5 separate regions of the Mus musculus genome follow, and all the other regions are linked to region 4. The links are chromatin contacts, called in public HiChIP or PLAC-seq and promoter capture Hi-C maps. All regions are on one chromosome and are shown on one strand. Each heading gives the region's core, a stretch centred on a gene start, on an enhancer-like site or on the middle of the called end of the contact. The rest is flanking DNA. Distances are from core to core; before and after follow the strand shown. Region 1 overlaps Pde7b (phosphodiesterase 7B). Region 2 has its middle 4.0 kb from the start of Gm48249. Region 3 holds the start of 4930405J17Rik (RIKEN cDNA 4930405J17 gene). Region 4 holds the start of Myb (myeloblastosis oncogene). Region 5 holds the start of Sgk1 (serum/glucocorticoid regulated kinase 1).

Region 1 (2,700 bases), core at 85-2,584, 760 kb before region 4:
AAATTATCTTTATTTTTAAATGTTCATCTGGATAGACATGCCAATGAATATTTAGGCCACATTTTTGAGCAAAACTCACAAGGTTTGTTCCCCCCCCCCCCAAACTTACATGTGTACACAAGATGACACAATTTTACAGTCTTAAAAGAAGAAAGCATGAGGAATACAAGCTCATAACCAAGTCAACGCCACTGAGCAGATGTGATTCGACACAAAAGGCCACACATCTCCATGTTTTACAGGAAGGGCTATTTGAAGGCAGGGTTGCAGATGCCCTCCAAGGCCCTTTGTGGGAAGCTGAAAGCAGGAAGAGGAGAAACAACTAGTTTTTACTTAACCTAACCCGGAAGTATGGGTTGTCAGGGTTTCAGGTATCAGGTCTGACTGCGGATTGGATGGCAGCAAAGAAAAGTAGGCTTTGATCATCAGACCTGATAGTGATGTATTCATGTTCACCTCTCTCTCTCTCTCTCTCTCTCTCTCTCTCTCTCTCTCTCTCTGTCTCTCTCTCTCTCTCCCTCTCCCTCTCTCGCTCTCTCTCGCTCTCTCTCTCTCTCTCTCCCTCTCCCCCTCCCCCTCTCTCTCCCTCCCTCCCTCCCTTTCTTCCTCTCTCTCTCTCTTTGTCTCTGAGATCTTTATGTATTATTAAGAAAGTAGCTCTCTGAATTCTTCCTTTCTAAAGTCATCAATTGATGATCCACGACCTAGGTGGGCTAGCAGACTAAGACTAAAAGCGTTAAAACGATATTGACACATGGACCGTGTCTCCAAGACTTATTGGACAACTTGTATTAAATTATTCCAAGAGAGCCATTAGCAGGCAGAAAAGAGTTTTCACAGTTAATTTTTTCTCAACACATGAGGATCTCACAAAATTTCCAGACAGTAGAAGCATGCAGGCACGTCTACCTCCATTCTATTTCTGATTTTTATTATTCTTGTGTTTTAACTATTAGATGTTTGGTAGATGAAAATCTTTCCCTATAAACCTGGAACTACCAAGAATGCCCTATCCTAATTCAATTATAATATAATTGTAGCTTAAGCAAATCTATTTCCTAAACTCCACTGGCTAAAGACAATGTTTTCTTTACTGTTTCTATTTTGTCATCCTGAACAATTGATCTCCTTGTTTTGATCTCATATGCATAAAAACAGATGGCTACAATCCAAAATAAGAGGTTTTGAAGCAGGAATCTTTCTGCTGTATTCTCATGTGAGGCCTTGCTTAAGTTCAGAGCTTCAGAATACCATAGCAATGAAGATGTATGTCAGTCCGTAGCTGCTTCAGAAAACAGAAGTTAGTGCTGTGTTCACAACTTCCCTTCTCACCCATATCAGTGACGTCAGCGCCATCCACCCACTTCGCAAATTCTTCAGACTTTCTTTAGTCCCATCTGACAATCTTGCTTATACTAGTGAAAATATAATCAACTTTCCAATTCCTTCCACAACCTTAACTCTGTAAGCCCCAATCTCTCTGTAGGAACGTGTTCCAAGCCAAGCAAGTTTTTAATGTTTCACTTGCGTTATTAGGAGAAACAGAGAGCCCCACATTAGTTGCACTTAGGAAGTAAGAGCTAGCTGTTGCTGTCAGTTTGAGAAGTGGCTTGATCATGGCAGAAATGCCCCCTCTCCCACTACTTAAGATAAAGAGAAAGAAGCATTGGCAGTTTCCATATAACATTAATTATGCTAGAGCTCACGAAGAAAAGGCTCAATGCATAGTTCAGCTGGGTAAGAATGCGTACACACTGGATTTTACAGCCAAGCATCTGCAGACAGATGACAACAATTCCAAGCTGCGTCTGCTGGCTGCAGCTGTGATGAACCACATTAATCTGCTAGAAAGCTAAAGTCTCTGATAAAACTGAAATAGCTTCTTTACTTAAATAAGATTAAATTCAGCCAAACAGCTGGGCAGTTGTTCACATGAAACTATAGAAAAAAGTAAATAATTCAGTTACTGTCAACGCCAAAGAAACGCACACCAACCGTCCACGGACCAAAGGGACTTTGGTATTGTAGCCATATCAGACAAATGTGTGGCATGGGGGCAGGGAGTTCCCTGATGGTTAGGTGACAGGAAACCTGCTGTGTCTTCCGTGAGGTGGATGTACCCCGTGTTCCACAACAGGAGTCACAAAAACACGAGCTTCTCAGCCAGCTTGTTAAAACTGTGTGCAGCATTGCTGTGCTGGAAAGTGATTTACATCTTGCTCATTAATCTGAGGAAACCAAACTTAGTGCCATAGATTAAAAACTACGTTCCCAATGCATGAGAGGTTTTCGAAAAAAGTTTCCTTCAAGATGGTACTCAGTTTTGGCTTGTGACCTTAGCAGGGAAGCAGAGATGGTCACTAGGGGCAGGCAGTTCAGAAAGACATCTGTCAGGATTTAGGTTGGGCAGTTTTGGAAAGAGGAAAAATGTTTAAAGTTAAGGCCTTTATCTGCGAACAACAGTATATTAATAAACTCTATACCATATTTACAAATGCATTCTCTTGTATTAAAACTAACAGTATTCTGTTCACAGTGCCATTGTTTATACAGGTAGCAATCCCATAATACTCGTGTATTTTGGCATGGGAATCAGTAGCGTTTGGTATTTACAGAAAATGTACACTTGTGAATATAAACAGGTCACTGAATCCGTAAAAGACGGATTGGCTAACGGTGCAAAGGGACGGGCTGTACAGC
Region 2 (2,700 bases), core at 31-2,530, 870 kb before region 4:
GCTGAACGGACCATGACTAGCAAACCAGTGAGCAGCACCCCCCACAGCCTCTGCATCAGCTTCCGCCTCCAGGATCCTGCCTTGTCTGAGTTCCTGTCCTGGCCTCCTTTGATGATGAACAGTGCTATGGAAACATAAGCCAAATAAACCCTTTCTTCCTCGAGTTGCTTCGGTCATGGTGAAATGTTCTTTAATTTCTCTCTCAGCTCACAGAACTTTAGTTTCCTGTATAGAAGGCTCATACCTTTTCTTAGATTGTTAGATCTTTGTTATTTCTTAGTATCATTATAAATGGGTTATATATATATATATATATATATATATATATATATATATACACAGCTGGGCATGGTGGAGGCTGCAAAATCAAAAGTTTGAGCTTATCCTTGGCCCACACAGTGAGTTTGATGCCAGTCTGAACTACACTGTTACAAATAAATGAAACCAGGGTTGGGCAGATGCTCAGTGGATAAAGCGCGAGCTTGCCTAGAGGAAGCTGCCTGGCTAGAACCGCAAGCTCCGGCCGGTTCAGTCTGGACCATTGCCTCGGTAAAAACAGTGGAGAATAGTAGAGGAAGATACTGACATCAGCTTTGGGTCTTTATGTGCATATGCATGCACATGCGTGGATGTGTAAACATAAGCATGCACACAGCACTGAAACGGGATTGCTTGTGCATGCGCACACGCGCGCGCACACACACACACACACACACACACTCAAAGCCGACAACCAGATTTTGTTTTCTGTGGGAATGGTGACACAGACCTGTAATCCAGCCTTCAGGAGGTTGAGACAGGAGTACCTAGAGTTTGCATCCCTTCTGGGCTACAGAGTAAGAACTTATCAAAACAAATAAAAAACAACACCAAATAGAACACCTGCAGTGTACATTATAGTAACTGGTTTCTGGTAAGCGGAAATATTGCTCTTTTTTCCTTGTAATTTATCTTATACAAAAAATCGTATTAAACTGCAGACATTGAGGGAGCAGAATGGGACCCTGGGTAGTTAACTATTTTTCTTTAAAAAATGAAATAAAAAAGAATGTAGTATTTTAGCCACCAGATATAATATTTTAAAATGATAAATGTTATTGTTTGTGTCAATATTAATTGCCAGTTATGAGAATGGCAATGGGATTTATTTTAAAAAAAACAAAACAAAAGAAAACAAAACAAAAAAACCTAATTGAACAGCACGGCTAAGTCCCTACATCTCCAGGAGGTGGCGGCAGTGAGCTACTAGGACGATAGTTCAGTCCGTTTTCAGCGGCTGAGTCTGGTCATCTTCATTCCCTGAATTAGCTTGCTACCCTTTCCGGTAGACACGATCCTCACTGAGGCTGCCCAGTATAAGGGCTTCTGCTCCCCTAATTTTGATCTAGCTGGGCTACAATGCTCAGAGAGGGTCCCCTCAATTTACCCAGAGGGGATCCTTAGCTTCCCACGACTGACAAAAGGATTCGTCTCAAACTCAACTCACCGCCTGTAATGTACGAGCAGACAGGCAGGTGCACACTGTCCAATTATCTTTGCCTCTTCTGCTGCTGTGGCTTAAATGTCAGCAGTTTCTCGGGGAGAGGAAGGCAGGATTAGGGTCGGACCTCCCTTCCTGTATTATGGGCAGTTGTTCACCTTCTCATAGACAAAGCCCTTGGTTCTTGTCCACCTGAGTTGGAAGGCAAGTTTCCTGACAGGCCCTGGGCCTTGTCTCAGGGTTTCCTCCCAGGAATCTCTGTGAATCGTCAGTGGAATTGCAGTAAATGTTAAAGCAAACAAACAAAAATTCCCTGTAAATGCTGGGAAGACCGGAGCCGCCTGTGGACACTGAGTGTTCTACCTCTATCATTTCGATTGCTTCAATCCCTCTTTTGTTTGTTAGTGTTTGTGACAGGGTCTGCGTATATACTCCTACATGGTCTAGAACTAACACTGTAGCCTAGGTTGGCCTCAACCCCCCCCCCCCAAGTTCTGAAGTTATAAACATGAGTTACCACATCCAGCTGATAACCCCTTTTGAGTGACCATAATAAGGGGATACATAAAGCTTAAAATATAAACCACATCAGGAAGATCTAAGCAACAACTTATGACAAATTGACATGTGTACAATGAAATACATAACTGTAGTAAATCACATAGGTTACTGTCCAAATGACTGCAGATGATATTCAAGATAAAAACGCTCTATGGGTTTGCCTGATCTCGGTTGAGGTTCCCTCCTCTCAGATGACACTAGCTAGTGTCAAGGTGACATTAAAAACTAACCAGGACACAGCAATCCTGGTAGACAGCACTGTGTGCTCAGAACAGTTTCATTTAATTTCTCCATTTAATTGTCTGTCAACTTAGAAGCCTCTTGATCCTACATGCATGGGACAATCTCTACGCTATCTATTCTGGTTGTGGAACTATTTGTCCATACTTAAATCATTAACACACTTAAATGTAACTTTAGTTCATAGTAAGACTCAATGCTGGCTGCAGGTGGGTGCCTATGAGTTTGAGACCAGCCTGGTCTACAGAGTGAGTTCCAGGGCAACCAGGACTGTTACACAGAGAAACCCTGTCTCGGAGAAGAAAGGGAAGGAAGGAAGGAAGGAAGGAAGGAAGGAAGGAAAAGGGAGGGAGGGAGGGAGGGAGAGAGAGTGAGAGGGAGAGAGAAGACCTAAGTGGAATGAGTCCACCCCATCCATT
Region 3 (2,700 bases), core at 147-2,646, 960 kb before region 4:
CAGCCTCGGCTATGTAGCAAGCTGGACGCTAGGCTGCTCTACAAGAAGAGGAGGAGGCGCAGGGAAGAAGAGTTTGCATAGAGCACAGCAAACCTTTAAATGAATCCACAGATTTCTTCTATAGAACATAGCACATGGCATCATTGTCCGAAGCACTATAAATTTGGGACTAGCCAGGCAGCAGCATCCTTTCCCAGTTTGTAAATTGTGTCCTCTGGGAACCTCCTAAAGGAAAAGAGAAGACAACTACTGAGACAGAGTCCCTGCACAGCCATGGCCGCTGTGAGCGCAGCAGGAGGCCTTCCAGAGCCACCCTGACTTCTTGAACACAAAGGACAGAGAACTAGGAATCAAAGGGGTCCAAAGAAAGTGCTGTGTGTGCTCAGGGGTGCTTAAGATAAGGTCTAATCCTTGAGATTAGAAGCAATCTGGGTGGGGTCAAGAAAGAACAAACCATCTTGCAGGAACTGTCCGCTGCCTGGCTGGCTGGGCTCCCTTAGTTGTCAGTGGTACAGGTGTATAGGTTTTCTACATTCCTTTATGAAATGAACCTCTGTTCTTTTCCTTTTCTATAACTACAAGTAAAATATACATGGAATCTCTTAATATTTGCCTTCAAATAGTAATAACCAAACTCCTAAGGTTGGTTAAACATTCACATTCTACTAAACACCAAAGTCTAATCTGCATCATTGTGATAATTGTAACAAACTTAGTTAATTTTTCTTCTGTGAAATATTTTAAATTCTTATAAAAAATGCGAAGTGCAGCACCATTTTCAGATTGCTGGTTAGTTTTTTCAGATTGCTGGTTAGTTGTCAATTCAACACAAGCTAAAGTCATTTGGGAAGAGAAACCTTAATTGAGAAAGTGCCTCCATCATGGCCTGTATGCAAGTCTGATGTGGGAGGGCCCAGCCCACAGTGGGTGATTCTTGCCTAGTTTGTATAGAAAAGCAAGCTGAGAAGCAGTGTTGTCTAAGCTTCCGCTTCAGCGCCTGCCTCTAGGGTGATTGCTGCCCTGCTTGGTTTCTGTCTTAGCTTCCTTGGGGGGGGGGGGCGGGGGGTGGGGTGGGGGGTGGTGGTGACTGTGACTGGGATGTGCAAGCTAAGTAAAACCTCTCTTTCCCAAGTTGCTTTTGGTCATGGCCTTTATCACAGCAATGGAAAGCAAAGTAGGACAAAATTTAAGGGACTGACCAGTTCCCGTGATCTCAGTCACTGAGGAAGACAAGCAGATCTTTGTCTTTTCCTTTACGTGTCCCTTAAGTGTTCCTGTCCCTGAGCCCTGCCCATTTCTGTTCTCTAGAATAGGAGCAGATGCAGGGTCCCACAAGGCTCTGGTGTGAGACTCTGTTACAAACAAGCAAGGGACAGGGAAATGGGGAGATGTTTGTCAGAAGGAGCAGACTCAGTTCTAAGTTCTGGGACCTGGCGTCCAGTGAGCTCACAATAGAGAAAGGACATTGTCCTGGAAACTCACTAGGAGATAGCCTCTTTCTCACCACACATAAAAGTGCTGGGCCCTCGATGGAGATGATAATTAACTTAATTGTGGTAATCGTCTTCCAGTGTGTGCATAAGCATGCTATTATGTTATACACCTGAAACGTACAAATTTACCCCTCAATTACCTGTCAGGAAAGCCAGGAGTGGGGAGAACAAACGAATGCTGGCTGATGTCTCCTGAGCACATAGAATGCCTACCGCATAAAATCCAGTCTATCAGAGTCAAAGGTTAAGATGGCAAAGCAAGGACAAGGGGGCAAGATGCTTGCTTCATCTGCAGGGGAAGGCCGAGTGAGTGCTGTGCCCACAGGTCACCGTGGCTCCTCTCAGCTCTCTCGGATAGGATAGAATGCAGGCTAGGCGTGGAGAAGAGCTCTCACTGGTCATGACCTTGACCAGGTTACAGCTGAGGCTGACCCGGGAGAGCAGGGAGGCAGTGGGCAGGACATGGTGAGCACGTGGAAAGGAAGGCCATAGAAGGGAAGCACATAAGCTCTTTGGATTTTCTTCCCAGGGTCTGCTCTGTAATCGACTTCCTCGTCTAACTGCTGCTGCTGAAATGTTTCCATGTTTTATATTTGCTAGGGATTATCGGGTGGTGTTTACTGACAAACCTACCTTTATTTCCTCATAGCTTATTGGGATTTGTGTGCATTTAATCTCTACTTAAGTGATTTACATTCTTTTAAATAGTGAGCTGCCAATATCATTCATCAGTATAGTTCTGCAATAAATTCAAAATGGATCCAAAAATGGAGTGATAAGCCAGGGCTTTGGGCTTGAGAAGATAACAAGGAAGATAGCGGCAGCCAGGACTGCTCCTCTTTCTGAGACAGATTCTGTGCCCCGCAGCTTAGGAAGAGGCAGCACCCATCCATCCCCTGTGTGCTAGGCATAGACATCTTCTGAGCCACGCGGTGTATAGAAAACCCTTTGTTGTCCTTCTTGTTGGCTGCCAGCTGTCCTGCTGCATGAATGCATCACCGTTCAGTTAAAACACTGTTGTTCTCGGGAAAGAGTGGAGCGCTGTGCCCACACAATGTCCTCCCTGTCCTTCCCTTTGGTCTCTCCTTGTGGTACCAGTCATGTCTCAGCAGGCCATTCTGGCCTAAGTGCTTCCTGGGTGCTCTGCCTCTCTTCACGTCAAGAGTACATGCTGTCCCAGAGCATGGAGTAAGAGTTACAGAAAGAC
Region 4 (2,700 bases), core at 25-2,524:
AGCTGGAGCAGAGTGCTGGGAGCAGCGGCGACCTCAGCTGCTTCCACGTGTGCGCGGCCCAGGAGAAGAGCGGCGACATCGCCCGGGGTGCACTGCAGCTGCCTTGGGTGCCGCCTGCCTCCAGCACTTTGCGCCGAGTGGCGACCGCCACCGAGCTAAGCCCCGCATCTGTTGCTCTCTGGGAGCCCCGGCGTGTCCTCGGGAAACCCCGAGTCGGGCCGGACTTGAGCGCCAGCAACTGACAGTTCCGAGAGGATCCCTCTTCCCGAAGGTGGGGCCAAAATGGAAAGAGAGTGCACGCATCATCTCGGCCGGTGCGGTGACATGTGCGACGCGGGCGCGTGCAGTGTTTGCAAAAGCTTCTTCCATAACAAGTACAAGAATCTTCAAACGGCTGGGTTTAAAACAATCTGCAAACCCATTTTGTCCCCCTAAAATCTTTGCAGCTGCCTGCCTGTCAGCTGACACCTCTCTCGCCTCCATAATGAATGAATGAAATTTAAATGAACTACCTGCAGCTACTAAACAACCCGGCCTTTCCCTATATCTGCCATATGCTCTTCAAGTGCAAACACACCTCAATGCATGCAGCAATTAGGCTGCGACTCCCTCGCCGACACTCGGGGCATCAAGCCAAACACCTGGTGGGCTCCTCGGGTCTGATGGAACCGTTCAGTCCTCGGCTGAAGAGTGCCGAGCCCCCCCCCCACCCCACCCCCCAAAGAGAAACGAATCCCCGAGCAACTTGCAAAAAGAAAAAGAAAAAAGAAAGAAAAAGGGAAATAAAATAAAAAAGAGCCTCAGGGCATGCTTCCCACTATACCCGTGCGCTTCTCGCAGAGTTTTCCATTCATCCTTCTCCCGAGTGTCTTCTGCCACTGGCTGACAGCCCCGCAAACCAACAGGGAAGGCATTCCCACCTGCTCCGGGATGCCTGGATCCCCGCGCGCCCTAGCCCGAGGCCGCCCTCTCAGCCTCCCCATTACCTGTGTCGGGGTCTCCGGGCCATGGCGAGGCGGGCCGGGGCTCCGCCAAGAGCCCCGGGGACCGCACCGGTTGCCGCCTCCCGCTGCCCTCCGCCTTGCCTGCGTCCTCCCCCGGCTGCGCAGCGGCGCTCCGCACCGCCGGGGCGAAGTTTCTCCGGAGAAAGGGGAGGAGAAGGAGGTCACCGAGGAGGAGGAGGAGAAGGAGGAGAAGGAGGAGGAGGAAACAGGTTGATATTAAAGTGTAACTCTGTAAACAGATGCCATCAAACAAAGAGGTTTGGACACTCCCCCTCCCGCCAAATCTGGCGCCCCTGCAGTGCGCACGCGCCCTGCCCGCCGCCTCCGCGGTCGCCCGAGCTGCAGCCCGCCTGGCCGCCGCTCCCATTCGCCTCTCGCGCCGCGGAGCTGCTCCTGGCGCGCAGCGCGGCCGGGACGGCGGGCGGGCGGGGAGCCCGGGCTGGGGAGGGGCGGCCGGGGCCGCGGTGGCGCCTTTTCCTGCGCAAACCCCGCTCCGTGGCCGGGTGGCGCCGGCTCACACCGGGTCCCGCTGTTACCGCTTTCGGGGCTACGCGGTCGCTCCTCTCCGTAGGCTCCGGGGCTCCCGAGCCCGAATCAGCAGCGCTTCCATTCAAGGGCACCTCGATGGGGTTGGGTGACACACTTCTGCCTTCAGGGTTTCAACTGCGCCCCGACTTCAACACACCCGGGAGCAGAGAGTGTGAGGGATGATCGGTTGAATAGAGTGAGCGTACTTCCCCAACCCCCAACGATTTTTGACTAGGTCCAGTTTTTCATGTTTTAATTTTAAAGGGACATCTTTAATTCACTGGTAAGCGACAAAGGATACTTAAATACAGTCAGCCCTGTGGCTACAGCCTTTGACAGATCGAGCCCCGGGCTCATTTTTCAATCTCCTCCCAGATCCTGCAGCCCACACACCACCGGCTTTTTGTCATAAGCCCTTCCTCCCTCACTTAGACACACGCCGGGCCCACCCACCCTAGGAGGTGCCTACCACGCACTTCTGCCTCTGCAGAGTGCGCTCGGGTCCTGGGTCCTGCGTCAAACACTTGCTGGACAAACCTACTGGATCCCAAACAAACAACCCCTAGCAGTTCTCAGGAACTTGTGCACTCCTGATTCATTTTTTTTTTAAACCAAACCCATACCACTGGTTCTCAACCTGTGGGTCCCGACCCACTTGGGATTGCTCGACTGTTATCTTGTACGTTTGATATATATCTGATCTCTACATTATGATTCATAAGTAGCAAGATTACAGTTATAAAATACTGATGAAAATAATTTTATGTTTGGGGCCACCACATGAGAAACTTGTATTAAAGGGTCGCAGCTGAGACCCTTTAAAGGAAGGCTGAGAACCATTGAGCTAAACAGTAAGGACCCTGTTGGGTGTAATTTGAAGAGTTTACCAGCCACAAGTCAGCGAAGGTATCCCTGTAACTTTAACTACAGGTTCCCAAAGGAGCGATGTGCAAAGTGCTGAATTTATAAGGATTGGTGATTGGGGGATTTCAGGGGACTTTCAGTGTTACTTCTGTTTATAAATCAGTACCCTTGGGGATTTTTCTTTTCATTCTCAATACACACCAATTTATTTTGCCTTTAATCTTTTAGGAGTTCAAGACTTGTGCTGACTGGGTGTGTGAGTGTCCCAAGTGCTTTAGGGGTTCAAACATAGCTCAGAAAGCTT
Region 5 (2,700 bases), core at 13-2,512, 720 kb after region 4:
TTGGGTGTTGTTTCTGGCTAGGATCCCATGAATTCTAGTCTGGCCTCAAACTCTGAGGATAAGCTTGCATTTCTGATCCTCCTACCTTTAACCTCCCAACTGCAGGGGTTCTAATCCCATGTTGCCACAGTGTCTGTCGCTGTTTTGTTTTTTCTTTTGTTTGTTTGCTTGTTTTGTGGTCCTGAGGATTAAACTCATGGTTTCATGCAAGCACTCAATCAACAATTATTTTTAAGGATAGTTCTAGTGTATTTCCTACCAGTGAACGCTTACTGGTTTTGGATTTGAATGCTATATTTGAATAGAATGAGATGTCAAACAAGTGATTGAGTGGCTGAATTAATGAATGAGTGAATGAATGAGTGAGTGAGTGAGTGATCGTGTATGTCTATCTCATAGACCAAAGTACAGCCGGAGGTGAAGTAGCTGATCAAAACCACATGCTAACAGGGACCCCAAACCTTTTTGCTATAAATCCTATTTAAAAAACAAAACAAAACTCATAAAATATCAGCATCAAAGAGCACAAGTGGAAACGAGCTACGCATAATTAAATGTTTTTGTTAAATGAATTCACTTTGCAGAGGTTCAGGATAAGTTGGGGCATGTAAAAAGACTCGTCCTTGCTTCCTGTGACTCCCTTAGCATTGAATGGATTCAGCACGAATTTTTGGTGAAGGTCTGGGCAAGGTTCTGCCTATTGGTTTTGCACACTTTGTTTCTGTTCATTGATTTTCTCTTACTGCCGGCTTCTCTGTTGAAAAGGGTGGGCTTACCTCCCCAGTTGTTCCTTCTAATGTCACAGCGGAAGGAAGGGCATCCGAGGACCCTACAGAGTAAGAGACCATTCACTGCTACACATGTGTAGGCACATTATTTTATTTTTCAAGGTTTCATAGGGCAGGAACACGTTTGATGCCCCCCACCCCCTGCCTCCGGGGCTTGGTATCAGAACCGGAATCTGAAGAACTTCATTGAGAATTACATTATTGGGTCTGCATTTTACTCTGGTTACCACATTGTTGCAAAGAAAAACCAATTCAAAGAACCCTCCCAAGGGAATCCGTTGTTCTGTGTTTTCTGTGTCTCCTGACCATCCTCTGATCTTACTCACATATGCATGCATGCATCCTTGCTCCTTCCTGCCTTGCTTTCTCTTTCCATTTACCTTTCTGAGGAGGCTCTCTCCCTTCCTCCTTCCCTCCCTCCGGCTTCAGCTCTTTCTTACTCCTTCCCCCAGCTGCTTAACTACAGCTCCCACTGGAACCTACACAATCAAAAACAGCTCTCCTCCAGCAGCCTCCAGCAGCGCATCACCTGGAGCAGAGCGAGTCGCTCGCTCCCCGCTCAGCCCGGGAGCAGCTCGGTAGCTGGGGGCGGGGACGGTACCCTGCTCTCGCCTGAGCGCCCGCCAGAGCATCTCTGGATAGATTTGCTGTATCCCGCCATCCGGCCCCGGGGTCCTGTTGTGGTGATGCTTACGTTTCAAAGCAATGATGGAAAGAGAAAAGCCATTGCCAGTGGCCTCTGAAAGTGGGGCGAGTTACTGCAGTCGCTGCCGCAGCAGGATGAGCGAGTGAAAAACTGAGCCCCGTTAGCCTCTCCATCCCGTTCGGTCTTCATTCACCGTCTCCAGGAAGGCGGATCGGGATACAGATGCAGTAAACCAAGCCGGTGCCACCCTGGATCTATAACTGTGAAGTCCCTTCTGTGGAAGATGGTAAACAAAGACATGAATGGATTCCCGGTCAAGAAATGCTCAGCGTTCCAATTTTTTAAGAAACGGGTAAGCCCAGGTTGTGGTTGTTGCTTTTGTTTTCTACGCTGCTTCTCTCAAATGCTTTTGGAGGCTTGCCTAGGGTAAGCCTCGGGTTTTGTTACTGAGCCCTTCGTGAAAGCAGAGCTTCTGGTGTCAGTGGTCAAGGTGAGCGCTGGCCCTGCTGAGATTCATATTTGTTGGGGGGTGGGTAGGGGAGATGTTGATGGAAAGGGGGGGCTCAGAGGAGTTGCATTGGAAGAAGGGGGTTGGGCCGAGATGCCTTCAAATGGGTTTAAGATGGGAACTGAGATTTCTCAATCAAAGCCATGCCCAGGATTACAAGGCAGTTTCAAAGACAGCTGGCCCGAGTGCAGTTAATAAGAAGCAATTTAGTCTGGGCTAATTAAGTAGCTCTCTCGCTCTTATCTTTGAAGGGTTCAACTTTGCCACACCTTCCCTCCGTCTCAAGGGCTGCTGCATTTTCGTCTTCAATTGTTAGAAGCAGCTTTGGCTCCTCAAATCCATTCTGCCACTATCTCTATCTTTGGGGTAAACAGGAAAGGACCAGAGTGACCTTTGACAGAAATGATGGACTCCCAACATCTCAAACCCTCTATTTCAAGTTGCCTCAATTTTGCCTAGCACACGTGCCCTTACCAAAAGAATAAGGGATAGCCTGTTTTATAGCCCAAACTATGATTGGGGGGGGGGGCGTGCGGGGAGGGTTCTGCTGCTATGTACATTTGCTGTATACATTTGTTTAAATTCCTTTCATTCATAATGTTAGTAATGTCATAGGGCTGTAAATGAATAGACCTTTCTCTGTTTCACAGATAAACTCAGTTCATTGCAATGGCCACACTGGAGGTCTGTGGCTCTGCAAATTTATACATGAGTGGGGACTCAGAAATGAGTGGTTGTTGGAAGACTGATCATTGACA

The links. Promoter capture Hi-C pulls out the DNA fragments that hold promoters and counts their contacts. HiChIP or PLAC-seq counts read pairs in DNA pulled down with a chosen protein or histone mark.
Region 1: a contact with region 4 is called in an H3K4me3 HiChIP or PLAC-seq map of bone marrow-derived macrophages, with 4 times the contacts expected there. The contact joins the enhancer-like site here to the promoter of Myb in region 4. A contact is called at or near these places in 7 of 39 promoter capture datasets (the 3T3-L1 cell line, cranial neural crest, embryonic stem cells and 2 more), 3 of 115 datasets of contacts at active chromatin or transcription factors (bone marrow-derived macrophages, embryonic forebrain and pancreatic cancer cells) and 1 of 9 other capture datasets (liver).
Region 2: an H3K4me3 HiChIP or PLAC-seq map of bone marrow-derived macrophages shows a contact between it and region 4, with 7 times the contacts expected there. The contact joins the enhancer-like site here to the promoter of Myb in region 4. A contact is called at or near these places in 9 of 39 promoter capture datasets (the 3T3-L1 cell line, cranial neural crest, embryonic stem cells and 5 more), 4 of 115 datasets of contacts at active chromatin or transcription factors (bone marrow-derived macrophages, forebrain and pro-B cells) and 1 of 9 other capture datasets (adipose tissue).
Region 3: a contact with region 4 is called in a promoter capture Hi-C map of neutrophils, with 4 times the contacts expected there. The contact joins the promoter of 4930405J17Rik here to the promoter of Myb in region 4. A contact is called at or near these places in 5 of 39 promoter capture datasets (the 3T3-L1 cell line, hematopoietic stem and progenitor cells, liver and 1 more).
Region 5: a contact with region 4 is called in a promoter capture Hi-C map of embryonic stem cells, with 8 times the contacts expected there. The contact joins the promoter of Sgk1 here to the promoter of Myb in region 4. A contact is called at or near these places in 2 of 39 promoter capture datasets (embryonic stem cells and liver).

Annotation. Positions count from the first base shown.
Region 1 is chr10:20,397,062-20,399,761 of GRCm38.p6, forward strand. Pde7b (phosphodiesterase 7B) reads right to left here. Exons shown (of 12, transcript NM_001347366.1): 12 at 1-2,700. Among named protein-coding and RNA genes, the nearest start is that of Mtfr2, 51 kb to the left of the region's middle. Within about 2 kb of position 1,335, at least 30 of the 459 cell types and tissues checked have an H3K27ac peak or open chromatin away from gene starts, as enhancers often do. A contact at or near this core is called in bone marrow-derived macrophages, where this site is marked.
Region 2 is chr10:20,289,326-20,292,025 of GRCm38.p6, forward strand. No RefSeq gene overlaps it. Among named protein-coding and RNA genes, the nearest start is that of Gm48249, 4.0 kb to the left of the region's middle. Within about 2 kb of position 1,281, at least 66 of the 459 cell types and tissues checked have an H3K27ac peak or open chromatin away from gene starts, as enhancers often do. A contact at or near this core is called in adipose tissue, bone marrow-derived macrophages, forebrain and 1 more, where this site is marked.
Region 3 is chr10:20,200,458-20,203,157 of GRCm38.p6, forward strand. 4930405J17Rik (RIKEN cDNA 4930405J17 gene) reads right to left here and starts at 1,397. Exons shown (of 3, transcript NR_045350.1): 1 at 1,200-1,397; 2 at 94-225. The region is part of intron 1 of Map7 (microtubule-associated protein 7); the gene reads left to right.
Region 4 is chr10:21,159,710-21,162,409 of GRCm38.p6, forward strand. Myb (myeloblastosis oncogene) reads right to left here and starts at 1,275. Exons shown (of 16, transcript NM_001198914.1): 1 at 987-1,275. The coding sequence starts at 1,009.
Region 5 is chr10:21,880,922-21,883,621 of GRCm38.p6, forward strand. Sgk1 (serum/glucocorticoid regulated kinase 1) reads left to right here and starts at 1,263. Exons shown (of 14, transcript NM_001161845.2): 1 at 1,263-1,786. The coding sequence starts at 1,718. It overlaps Gm46215 (a long non-coding RNA gene), which reads right to left and starts at 1,357. Exons shown (of 3, transcript XR_001779732.1): 1 at 1,272-1,357; 2 at 777-829.